Linked DNA regions of Nomascus leucogenys: region 2 is linked to region 1. The links are chromatin contacts, called in public Hi-C maps. All regions are on one chromosome and are shown on one strand. Each heading gives the region's core, a stretch centred on a gene start, on an enhancer-like site or on the middle of the called end of the contact. The rest is flanking DNA. Distances are from core to core; before and after follow the strand shown.

The links. Hi-C and Micro-C count contacts between places; a contact is called where the count stands out from the background.
Region 2: a contact with region 1 is called in a Hi-C map of a lymphoblastoid cell line, with 4 times the contacts expected there. The contact joins two enhancer-like sites. A contact is called at or near these places in 2 of 4 Hi-C or Micro-C datasets (a lymphoblastoid cell line and an unstated tissue).

The regions. Positions count from the first base shown.
Region 1 is chr23:1,356,091-1,362,561 of Asia_NLE_v1, reverse strand. No RefSeq gene overlaps it. Among named protein-coding and RNA genes, the nearest start is that of FGD4, 48 kb to the left of the region's middle. Within about 2 kb of position 2,416, the one cell type or tissue checked has an H3K27ac peak away from gene starts, as active enhancers do. A contact at or near this core is called in a lymphoblastoid cell line, where this site is marked.
Region 2 is chr23:1,564,150-1,570,620 of Asia_NLE_v1, reverse strand. No RefSeq gene overlaps it. Among named protein-coding and RNA genes, the nearest start is that of DNM1L, 14 kb to the left of the region's middle. Within about 2 kb of position 2,515, the one cell type or tissue checked has an H3K27ac peak away from gene starts, as active enhancers do. A contact at or near this core is called in a lymphoblastoid cell line, where this site is marked.

The DNA of each region.
Region 1 (6,471 bases), core at 1,167-3,666:
GTACACCTGTGGTCCCAACTACTCAGGAGGCTGAGGTGAGAAGATCACCTGAGCCCAGAGAGGTCAAGATTGCAGTGAGCAATGATCAAAGTACTGAACTTCAGTCTAGGCAACAGAATGAGACCCTGTCTCAAATGGGGGAAAAAAAAAGAAAAACAAAGAAAAAATCACAGCTACCAGCACACAAGGCTACAAAAAAATTTGGCTGTTTGAGTTTTCCCTCTTAATCTGTATTCATTTGTACCTGTTACTCCACTTTAAATTCAGGTTCGTACTCCCAAGCAGAGAAATGGTAGAAAATAATGAAAAATTTTTAAAAAAAGGTGAAAAATCATAAATGAGGAAATTATATTATCTAATTAAAAGAAAACAATCCTGTCATTAATTATTAATTATTTAATTATTTAATTTCAGTAGCAGAACTCCACACCCAAGCTCCTTAGAGCAGAGCTAGAAGATCAAGGCACCAGATACTCTCCAAGGTCCCTTTCGGCCCTAGGGACTCTGTTTCTGGTTTCCACTGCAATTTGCATTCTATTTTTATATGTTACATACTGTTCCAGGCACAAATAACCATGTAATATTTTTAATAGTACCTGATAAACTGATCGTTTTAGTAAGAGTCCAGTAAACATTTATTTACATATTTACACATAAAACACATACCCACAAAAAGCAATCCTTGTATTGAGTCTACTGAAGACATCTCAGAAGCTCAATAAACACTGTTAACAGTACATATTATTCCATACTAATTTAATAAACCAAGCACAAACTGTCTTTTCTTGCAAAAGACCCTAGCAATTAGACATTAAAATTTTCCTTGCCCACTGCAGTGTATTTGTGACATATACTTGTGGCATGCATAAGATAGGCTAGTTCCAAAATAAACACAGTGGTAATTAGTAAGAAAAATCTAGTTACTACAGTTCCTCGTCTTAAGATCATGACATCTTTAGGCATTATTATTTCAAGTCCTGAACTAAGTTAATGGACAAAAACAAGCGAAGGCACGCTTTGGCTAAAATATAAAATGTCTCACATATGTACCTCTGATTTCTAGTTAAAAAAAAATTGTAAACAATGTTAAAATGGAATACTTAAAACTTTACTGTTTTTCTTGGTAGAAATTATATATTTGCTTATAAGAAACTTTCTAATGACATAATGTAGAAATAAATAAAAAATTGAGAATGGAAGCCTTATTCTGCTTTTTAAAATCTAGAGGTTTTCAAATAATTCAATCCCTTCATCAAGTCCACTCCTGCTCATTACAGAGCTTAGAACAGGATACACCAGTTCCCGTTCTCCCATTTTCATTTTGTCCCAAATATCATCCTGTCAACGCAGAAACAATGCACATTCAAATAAGCATTTACAGAAAAAGGAAAAGAAGCCCAGCTCATTAGCTGATTGAAGACTTTTATGTCTCAAATACAAAAGGGGAGATGGAAGTCTCAGACCACTCAAACAAGAAAACGGCAGGTTATTTGTTCCTTTAAAAAGGACTGCATCTTTTTGTGGAAGAGGATCTACTGGAATTATTTAGAAATATACAGCAGCTCTAATTTTTCTAAACATTTATCAATTCTTTCAGTATAGCTTTTGACTACTTTGGTCAAATATTTCTAGATTAAGTACATTCTAGGGCATGAGGGCATGACCTGAACTTTATAACATTTTGATCAAAACAGACCCAAAATTAAATTAATGATAATATTTGGCAGCATCAATCTCATTAATAAGATTACGGATAAATCCTCCCACGAGTTACTTTGCCTTCTGAACCTATCTTTGAGTTTTGAGCAGAATAAATTCTCCCAAAGCTGGCAATTCCAACGACCAAGGGGCAGTATCCTTTTACTACAGTAGTCTCATGTGAGCCACTAAATAGAAATTACTCAGGTGCTATGAAAACAGAAAGAAGTAAAGAAAAATAGGTTGACTAAAGGACAACTGTTCATCCACTGTCCCCTTACAATACATGCCTACTCTCTGTTCCCCCGAAGCCACAAATTATGGCAATAGTCACATGGGTACACTCTAATCACACAGCAAAAGTATACACTATTACAGTGAAAAAATGGGCACAATGTATCTCCTGAATTTCAAGCAATTTTAGATAGCTTTTAGTAATAACTATAGGAGAGCTATGATATTTGCTAAGATTTTATTGAAGTTATCTTTAAATAAACACTTGACATATTATTTTAGCAAAAACATCAGCTAGAAAAAGATATCCTCAGCTGTTAATGACAGTAATGCTTGCAGGGTTTTACACAACAGCTGAGAAGGCTGGATGGAGACTAGTGGTCTGCAAACTGAAAGTGCACTCGTCCACTGAAATGATCACTTTTTCTATTGTTATGCTACTACTACAGCAATCACAATAATTCCTTTTGCTTTTTAAGTATTCACAAAGAAAACAACAGGAGCACAATCTAGGACTCTGTGAGTATCCGCTATTATTTAATTCATTTATACCATAACTTTATGATTCAGAAGGCAAATATTTTCATACACGAAAGTTCTTAAAATGACAGAGGACTAAGTTTCCTGATCCAGGATACAGAAATCTTAGACTAGATCATGCTGCCTCCTAGAGGCCAAAGGTACATAAAAACACCTCTATTTCACAAAAAGTCTAATTTTAACAAAAATCACATACCCTCAAATTTGAGTCTTCATAAAAGCTGCACAGAACATGTCCTGCTTATCAAGGGACTCTATTTTCTAGTTTTTGGGTAAATGCCTTTGTACATTAAAATACTGAACTGATTAGGGAACGTCTACTGCAAATGATCCAACCTTGAAGAGATAAAAGAAATGGCACAGATATTCTGCTATCACAGAAATGGAATATTAATAAATGTAAATATTTCAAAATCTATACTATATGTTTAAATACAATTATCCTGATATTTTAAAATAAACTATCTAAAAGGAATATACTACTATACTTCATGATACAGCCATGTCTAAAAAGGCTCTAAATATAAATAAAAAATTTTATGTATGAGTATAATCTCCTACTGAACAAAATGCATAAAGGTGTTTCAATAGAGCAAACATACTGACAATGAATACACATGCAATCAACTGTTGCTGCTAAATCCTCATTCACAATATTATTGTCAAAGAAATCTGCAGAAAATACTGAGATGAATAAACTTAATTCAAGGAAGTACAAGAACAATGCAATCTTCCCCGTTTCTTCTTGGCTGCCTGCTGCTTCATTGTGTTTGTAAAATAAAAGATCTGGCAAGTTGCAAGTCTCAATGCATTCACATGGGCAATTCCATAGCAGAGTTACCTTGGGAATAAACACGCTCTCTGGCACAAAGAACCATTCTAAGTAGGTCAAAGCTCCCCCAAACTGTATTTAGATCACCAGATGTTTCAAAAAACGCTTTAAAATTCTGTCACTTCACCCAGAAAGGAAGAAAAATTTAAAAATCACAGGATACACTGTCAGAACAAGAACACTGAGGATGAAAAAAGGCAACTTAAAAGAAAATGTTCTGAGACTCTAAATTATACTGTGGTCAATTTAAGATACCAGCAAAATATTTGGTCAAAAGCATGCTTTATGATCCTGTTGAATTTAATTTTTAAAAGTAAAACAAAACTACTACAGTCAAAGACAAATAGGAATCAAAACTTACTTCAAAATCATTTGGTATGAAGGAATCAGCAGCTGGGACCTATCACATTGACAGTATTTTAAAGCATTAGTGATTTTTCAAAAATAAAAGCTTAGAAAAGACTAGTGATTGGCCCTAACCTATGCGCCTATGAAATTAAGACCAACAACAACAACAAAAAGTTTTTAACCAGTAACATGGTTTACAAAATTCTCTTTGCTATAAAATCCTCAACTATAGGAAAACATCTTAAGTGACGGAAGAAAGATCACTTCTCTTAAGGAAGAGAGGATGCTGCTCATTTCCACTCTGCTTTTGGGCAACTGAGATTTTGCATTTCAAAGAATGAAAGGCTAATCCCTTAATGAAGGTACTAGAAAAAGCAAAAAACCCTGCATGTGGCACAAATGCTCATTCCTTCAAGTCACTTCCATATCACTCATCCAGTGTGAATGTTAGAAAAAAGAACGTTGCTCTGCTCCTGGAACACAGAGAACTTGTCTCTCATGTCTTGTTATCAATGTGCCGATTTCTCCTCAATGCTGTCAGGAATTTAATAACTGGCTACCAGGTTAGGAAATAAACCTTTTTTTTTTTTATCATTTCATGTTTTATCTTCAGTTGGGGCTTTTTATTAACAGCTAAACACTCACAGAAATCGAGTCCACAATACTTCCCTGGTGGCAAGAGTCCACTTACAAAGAAAACCGTGGAATTATTCTTCATGAGAAGGAAATAAATAATGCCACCTAAAATATTTTTAGATGCAAATCAGACTCCTAATATAAAGATAGTTTTGATCCATTCATTCAACAAATATTTAATGAACTCTATACATCAGTTGTTCAGCTAGGTACCGGGAGTGGATTAGTAAATACAACAGGTGTGAGCCTTCCCTCCTCAATCTAAAGAATGAGATAAATGAAAATCTAAAAAATAAAGTATGATAATAATTATAGAAAAAAGCTTTTGAAGGCCTGAAACAATGAGCCCAAGTTAGGCTTCTTCTAAGCAAGTTAGGCAAGTTAATTATCTGTCTGAACACCATTTTGCTTCTCTGTAGGATGAGCACACAATTTATCAGCCAATCTGGAGTACTTATCCAGGACTAATGATAAATTAAGAGATCCTAGGCTGGGTGCAGTGGCTCACACCTGTAATCCCAGCACTTTGGGATGCCGAGGCGGGTGGATCACTTGAGGCCAGGAGTTCGACACCAGTCTGGCCAACACGGCAAAACCCCAACTCTACTAAAAATACAAAAATTAGCCAGCAATGGTGGTGCATACCTGTGATCCCAGCTACTTGGGAGGCTGAGACACAAGAATTGCTTAAACCCGGGAGGTGGAGTTTGCAGTGAGCCAAGATTGTGCCACTCTGCTCCAGCCTGGGCAACAGAGTGAGGCTCTACATTTAGTAAATAAATAAATAAATATACACGTTTTATAAATCTTTATAACATAAAATTATTTGGATGTGTTAATAATTATCAAAGCTGGATGATGGGTAAATGGGGGTCATACTAGTCTTTACTTTGCATAAGTTCGAAATTTTCCATTACAGAAAGTTCAATAAAATTGTGTATCTAGTGCATTCTCATTTTTTGAGACAGAATCTCACTCTGTTGCCCAGGCTGGAGTGCAGTGGCACAATCACTGCTCACTGCACCCTCGACCTGCTAGGCTCAAGCCATCTCCCACCTCAGCCTGCTGAGTAACTGGGACTAGAGGCATGCACCATCACGCCCAGCTAATTTTTTCATTTCTTGAAGAGACAGGGTATCTGTATGTTGCCCAGGCTGGTCTTGAACTCCTGGGCTCACTCACACGATCTTCCTGCTTTGGCCTCCCAAAGTGCTGGAATTACAGACATGAGCCACTGTGCCCCAATTATTCTTTACCATAATACACTCTTGGCTATTAAGAGTCACAGGGTTCAAAGGACAATAGTAGACTAGAATTCGAAGCAAGGAGAATGCTCAAATAAAATCATTCACCTACCATGTGATCACTGAAGCTTTACTTTTTGTGTAAATCTAACCAATTCAGCCAGTTGTATTACTTTGCAGTGTAACTGCATTTACAAATTGATATACCTACACTCAGATTAATAACTTCTTCAGTAGCTTCCTACTTGTCTACCAATATTTAAATATTGTCTATCAAAAATTCATTCATAGACAAATGAATGCATTAACTTGCTTTTGGAGGAACAGTTATCTGCCCACTGATGGCTGCAACACTGACCTCTAGATTCATTATGATTGAGAGATGGTATCTGAATTCTGTCTGGTACTTACTGGCAATGAGAATTCCACAAAAATTTCTATGTACCACAGGCAAAGACATAAATCTTTTTCCTATACAACTGTTCCCCAAATCACTGAAAAATAATAGTGAAACAGGATGGCTTCCCAGAAGAGTTACTTCAGTAGAACAGACTTAACAAAAGGAAATGTAAAGAAGAAAAAGAACTTTAAAGTCAGCATGCTTTTTAATCAGTCAGAACCTTGGGAGTAATTAAACAATTGTTCACAGAGTGCCCACATTTACGTAGCTTCCTATAAACTAGGGTAAGCGCATAGAATAAAAAACATTCAGGAAGTTCTATTGTCCAACAAAGTGACTTGTTTTTGAAGAAGGATCTCCACAGGAACATAGCTTGGGCAGGTAAGAAACTCTGTTATTGTTATCTTTAGAATATCAGCATGATCTTAGGTAGTAACTTACTTACTTTTTTTTTTTTTTTTTTTTTTGAGATGGAGTTTCGCTTTTGTTGCCCAGGCTGGAGTGCAATGGAGTGATCTCAGCACCGCCATTACACCTGG
Region 2 (6,471 bases), core at 1,266-3,765, 210 kb before region 1:
TCCTAGAAGTGAAATGCTGAGTCAAAAGGTATGCATCTTTAAAATCTGAATAGGTATTGCCAGTTTGCCCTCCAAAAAATTGTGCCAGTTTACATTATAGCAAAAGTATATGGGAGTATATGTTTCCCCACACTCACCCTAGAGTAGTTTCACTATTTTTAGTTTTGCTAATTTATAGCTTAAAAAGTTAAAGAAATGTTTTAGGCCGGGCGCGGTGGCTCACACCTGTAATCCCAGCACTTTGGGAGGCTGAGGAGGGCAGATCACGAGGTCAGGAGATCGAGACCATCCTGGCTAACACGGTGAAACCCCGTCTCTACTAAAAATACAAAAAAATTAGCCGGGCGTGGTGGCGGGTGCCTGTGGTCCCAGCTACTCGGGAGGCTGAGGCAGGAGAATGGCGTGAACCCAGGAGGCGGAGCCTGCAGTGAACCGAGATCACGCCACTGCACTCCAGCCTGGGCGACAGCAAGACTCTGCCTCAAAAAAAAATAAAATAAAATAAAAATAAAAAGCAATTATTTTCCCCAAAACAGGAATCATTGTTCTTATTTGTATTTCATGATTGGAGAATTATTTTAGTATATTTAGTATATTTTTTAGTATATTTGTATTTCATTATTGGAGAATTCTTTAGTATATATATATATATATATATATATATATATTTTTTTTTTTTTTTTTTTTTTTTGAGATGGAGTCTCGCTCTGTCACCCAGGCTGGAGTGCAGTGGCGCGATCTCGGCTCACTGCAAGCTCCGCCTCCTGGGTTCATGCCATTCTCCTGCCTCAGCTTCCCAAGTAGCTGGGACTACAGGCGCCCGCCACCACGCCTGGCTAATTTTTTTGTATTTTTAGTAGAGATGGGGTTTCACCATGGTCTCGATCTCCTGACCTCATGATCCGCCCGCCTCAGCCTCCCAAAGTGCTGGGATTACAAGCATGAGCCACCGCGCCCGGCCTCTTTAGTGTATTTTTTAGTATTTTTCTTTTTTTTTTTTTTTGACAGGGTCTTAGTGTGTCCAGGCTGGAGTGCAGTGGCACAATCTCGGCTCACTGCGCTCACTGCAGCCTCACCCTCCTGGGCTCAAGTGATCCTCCCACCTCAGCCAATTGAGTAGCTGGGACTACAGGTGTGCGCCACCATGCTCAGCTAATTTTTTTTTTTTTGGTAGAGATAGGGCTTCACCATGTTGCCCAGGCTGGTCTTGAACTCCTGGCCTCATGTGATCCACCCACCTTGGCCTCCTAAAGTGCTGGGATTATAGGCATTAGCCACCACATCTGGCCCAGTATTTATTTTTCTATGAATTGCCTGTTTATATTCTTCACCCACTTTTTTCCATTACAATGATATTTCAAAACACTCATTTGTATGCGTTTCTTATATGTATTGTGGCAAATATGCTTTGTTGTATATGTTGCAAATATTTTCTCTCAGTATCCCTTTTGTCCTTTAATTTTGATAATATTATTCCTAGCTGTATGGAAGTGAAGTTATAGGACCAAATCTGGTACATAATAAAGGGCATGTGCGTTGGGGGTTAGAAATCAGTCTCCAAGAGTGAACATTGGACCAGGGCAGACACAAACCCTACAAATGCCTTCTCAGAGCCTAAGTGCAATGCTTAGAAGACCTTATCTGAAATCAGCCAGCCTATTTGCCTGAATAAAAACTTTGAATCTTAGGAGATTTTAATATGTTTATTAGTGAGACAGAAGAATAGGGTCTGGAGGCAGGGGACCTAAGGCCAATTCACGCTGACTTCCTAGAACTAAATCAAAAGGAAACCGCCAACTTTCCACACCTAAGTAACAAAAGGACCAGAGGCTGCTCCCTTTGCAACCTCTCTCCCCCTTTTTTCTGCTCTCCCTTTACAACTGCCCTCCCCCTTTTTTCTGCGTGGCAGATGGAAAATTGAAAGTATGGTTTCAATTGAAAGTATGGTTTTAAATTGGTTGCTTTCTGCAACCAATCAGAAGTTTGCATAGGAGTGTAACTTTGTAACTTCACTTCAGCCTCTGATTGGTTTTGGAAAGCAACCAATCAGACTTATTGCAGGCCACTACTTCATTTATTTTATTTTTATTTTTTGGAGACGGAGTCTCGCTCTGTCACCCAGGCTGGAGGGCAGTGGCGTGATTTCAGCTCACAGCAACCTCTGCCTCCTGAGTTGAAGCAGCTCTTCTGCCTCAGGTCCCCCCTCCCGCCTCCCCGCCCGCCCCCCCCGTCCTCCCTGTCCCCCCTCGCCCCGTCCCGGAGTAGCTGAGACCACAAGCACACGCTGCCACGCCTGGCTGATTTTTTTTTTTAATTTTAGTAGAGACGGGGTTTCACTGTGTTTCCCAGGCTGGTCTCCTGAGCTCAGGCAATCTGCCTGCCTCGGCCTCCCAAAGTGCTAGGATTACAGGTGTGAGCCAGCGCGCCCAGCCCACCACTTCATTTACATGGGGTGTATACAAAGTAACCAATGGGAAACCTCTAGGAAGTATTTAAAAGCCAGAAAATTCTGTAAGGGGGCTCTTGAGCCCCTATGCTCTGGCGACTCCCACTCTGTGGAGTGTACTTTCATTTTCAATAAATCTCTGCTTTTGTTGCTTCATTCTTTCATTCCTTTGTGTGTTTTGTCTAATTCTTATTCAAGACGCCAAAAACCTGGACACCCTTCATCGGTAACATTAGTACTTGTGCTGAACCCTCTGGCTACCTTATTTATGCACATGGGATCCACTCATGCCCAGGAGCTTTGGCTGAGACATCAAGACCTCCTGATGAACAGGAATTAAGAGAAGACTTGGTCTGCAGCATCAATCTTAAGCAAGCACTTGAAGGAAATGTAGAAAAATTTAGAAAAATCTAAGTGACTATGTATATTTATACATACAATCAATTACACACACACACACACACACACACACACAATGTAGGCTTTCCAAAGGCAAACAGAGTCAGGGGAACCATGAATGAGAAAATAAGAACACTAGGAATTGCATGGTATTAGAGCCTAAAGGAACATTAGTAATTTTCATCATCTTAAATTTTAGTCCAACTGTAGTATTTTACAAATGAGGAAACCAGGGCTCAGAGAGGTTAAATGTTGGACTCAACTTCTCAGCTCCAGTTACTAGCAGAGAGAGAACCAGAACTCAGTTCTATTCATGCTCAATTTGACAAAACCTCCCTGATTTAGGAGTTCCTTGCATCTCTGGATGAAAAAAAAAAAAAAAAGGTCCGGGCACAGTGGCTCACACCTATAATCCCAGCCCTTTGGGAGGCCAAGACAGGTGGATTACCTGAGTTCAGGAGTACAAGACCAGCCTGGCCAAAATGGTGAAACCCCATCTCTACTAAAAATAGAATACAAAAATTAGCTGGGTGTAGTGGTGGGCGCCTGTAATCCCAGCTACTTGGGAGTCTGAGGCAGGGGAATTGCTTGAACCCAGGAGATGGAGGTTGCAGTGAACAGAGATCGTGCCATTGCACTCCAGCCTGGGCAACAAGAGTGAAACTCCATCTCAAAACAACAACAACAAAACAACAACAAAACAACAACAACAACAACAACAAAAACCACTGGGCTCAGTGGCTCACACCTGTAATCTCAGCACTTATGGGCAGATCACTTGAGGCCAGGAATTCGAGACTAGCCTAGCCAACATGGCAAAACCCCATCTCTACCAAAAATCCAAAAATTAGCCGGGTGCAATGGCGCACACCTGTAGTCCCAGCTATGCGGGAGGCTGAGGCATGAGAATGACTTGAACCCAGGAGGCGGGGGTTGCAGTGAGCAGAGATCGCGCCACTGCACTCCAGCGTGGGCGACAGCAAAACTCCGTCTCAAAAAAAAAAAAAAAACAAAACCCAACAAAACAAAAAACAAAACCAACTCATACATTTTAAAATGTGGCTTTTAACAGAATTTGTTTAAATTTGGTAAGTTACTAATTAGGCTTTCAAAATTATTTTCTGCCATGTCTGAGACCCAGCTCCACTCTTTGGTAGGTCATCCCAAGCTCTGACATCGACCCAAAGACCCTAGAAGCATCTTTGAGTTTCACCCACAGATTCCGACTTCCCCAGGCCTCCCCTTACTCAGATTATCAGCTCCCAGGATTAGCAATTCAGAGCTGCCTGAGGCATACACCTCTGGCTAAACTATTCAGGTTCTCTAAAAGCCACTTTCCTACCCTCCCTCCCACCCAGCTTGCCAACTGTGTTTTGTAGATTTCACATTTCACTTTCCACGTCTCATTATAAAACATTGGCATGTTGACAATGCAGTTACCTTTAGATGACCTTTAGAACACACCCAAACGAGAATGTGTCATCAAGCTGGAAGCTTCTCTGCAGCCTGTTTGTAGACTTTTTTCACTTCAAAGAAACGGTGGAAAGGAATTTAAAAATTAAAATGTATCATACAGGGCCGGGCGCGGTGGCTCACGCCTGTAATCCCAGCACTTTGGGAGGCCAAGGTGGGTGGATCACCTGAGGTCAGGAGCTCGAGACCAGCCTGACCAACGTGGCGAAACCTGGTCTCTACTAAAAATACAAAATTAGCCAGGCGTGGTGGTGCACGCCTATAATCCCAGCTCCTCGGGAGACTGAGGCAGGAGAAACGCTTGAACCAGGGAGGCAGAGGTTGCAGTGAGCCGAGATCACACCGCTGCACTCCAGCCCGGGCAATAGAGACTCTGCCTCAAAAACAAACAAGCAAACAAAATGAATCGTAGAAAGGTAAATTATAAAATGAAGGGGAGACGAACGTCACCTGGCTGGGCACAGTGGCTTACACCTGTAATCTCAGCACTTTGGGAGGTGGAGGTGGGAAGATTGCTTGAGCCCAGGAGTTAAAGACCAGTCTGGGAAACATAATGGTGCCCCATCTGTATAAATAATTTAAAAATTAACTGGGCATGGTGGTACATGCCTATAATCCCAGCTACTCAAGAGGCTGAGGTGGGAGAATCACCTGAGCCCAGGAGGCTGAGGCTGCAGTGAGCTGTGATTACGCCCCTGCACTCGAGCTTGGGCAACAGAGCGAAATCCTGTTTCAAAAAAAAAAAAAAAAATATATATATATATATATATAAACTATAAAAGTCACCTAAACTCTTCTGACACCTCATCAAATCTTTTTCCCTAGAGGTAACTACCATTAACTTAGGTATGGCCGGGCACGGTGACTCGCGCCTGTAATCCCAGGCCGAGGTGGGCAGATCACGAGGTCAAGAGGTCAAGACCACCCTGGACAACATGGTGAAACCCTATCTCTACTAAAAACACAAAAATTAGCTGGGCATGGTGATGCACGCCTGTAGTCCCAGCTACTTGGGAGGCCGAGGCAAGAGAATCACCTGAACCCGGGAGGTGGAGGTTGCAGTGAGCTGAGATAGCGCCACTGCACTCCAGCCTGGTGACACAGCAAGACTCCGTCTCACAATAAAATAAAATAAAATAAAATAAAATAAAATAAAATAAAATAATAAAATTAAATAAAATAAAAGGCTTGACAGAGTGCCAACATAATGAAATGTGCCCAATAATAGTAGCTGTTACTATCCAGTGTGGGCCTTGAAGCTAAGGTACATCTGGGCTTAAAATCTGCCTCTGCCACCCCTTACTTAATATGTCCCTGAGGAATTCTAAGTTTCTGAGCCTAAATTTCCTCATCCTACCTTACTGGATTGCGAGGAGTAAACAGATGCTTAGCATAGTTCCCAAAACATGGTAGATACAAGCACTGGGCACCTCGTTTGGGTCTCTGAATGGGGCACGCATCAGCTACTTCCCTCTTTCCTTCCCAACTCGCCACTGCACAGATGAGGTGTGTTTAAGCTCCAGTATAGGAGTATTGAAGAGAGGTTTTAAAGTCAGAACACTTGTGTCCTTTTTTCACTGTTAAATCTTTTAAAGTCTTTTCTACAGGGTCAGCCTTACCCAACAGCTCACAAGGAATATGAGATGTAATGAAATAGTGATAAAATATATTCAGATTTGAATGTTAATCACTCAATTATTTAAACAAAACAAAACCAAAACACCCCACAGGGGACTACTTTCTTTAAGGCACACATTTTCTTAGTTTCTTTAGTTATCAAATAGCAACTAACATCAGCTCTATTTCCCTGTTGTATTTACAAGTTCAGTAAGAACACTAATCATAATGACATGTTGTGAGGATGGAGAGTGGTTATTGGAGGCTCTTTTTTTTTTTTTTTTTTTGAGACGGAATCTCGCTCTGTCACCCAGGCTAGAGTGCAGTGGTTCCATCTTGGCTCACTGCAACCTCCGTCTCCCAGGTTCAAGTGATTCTCCTTCCTCAGCCTCCTGAGTAGCTGGGATTACAGGCATGTGCCACCACGCCCGGCTAAGTTTTGTATTTTTAGTAGAGACGGGGTTTCACCATGTTGGTCAGGCTGGTCTCGAACTCCTGACTTCATGATCCGCCCACCTCAGCCTCCCAAAGTGCTG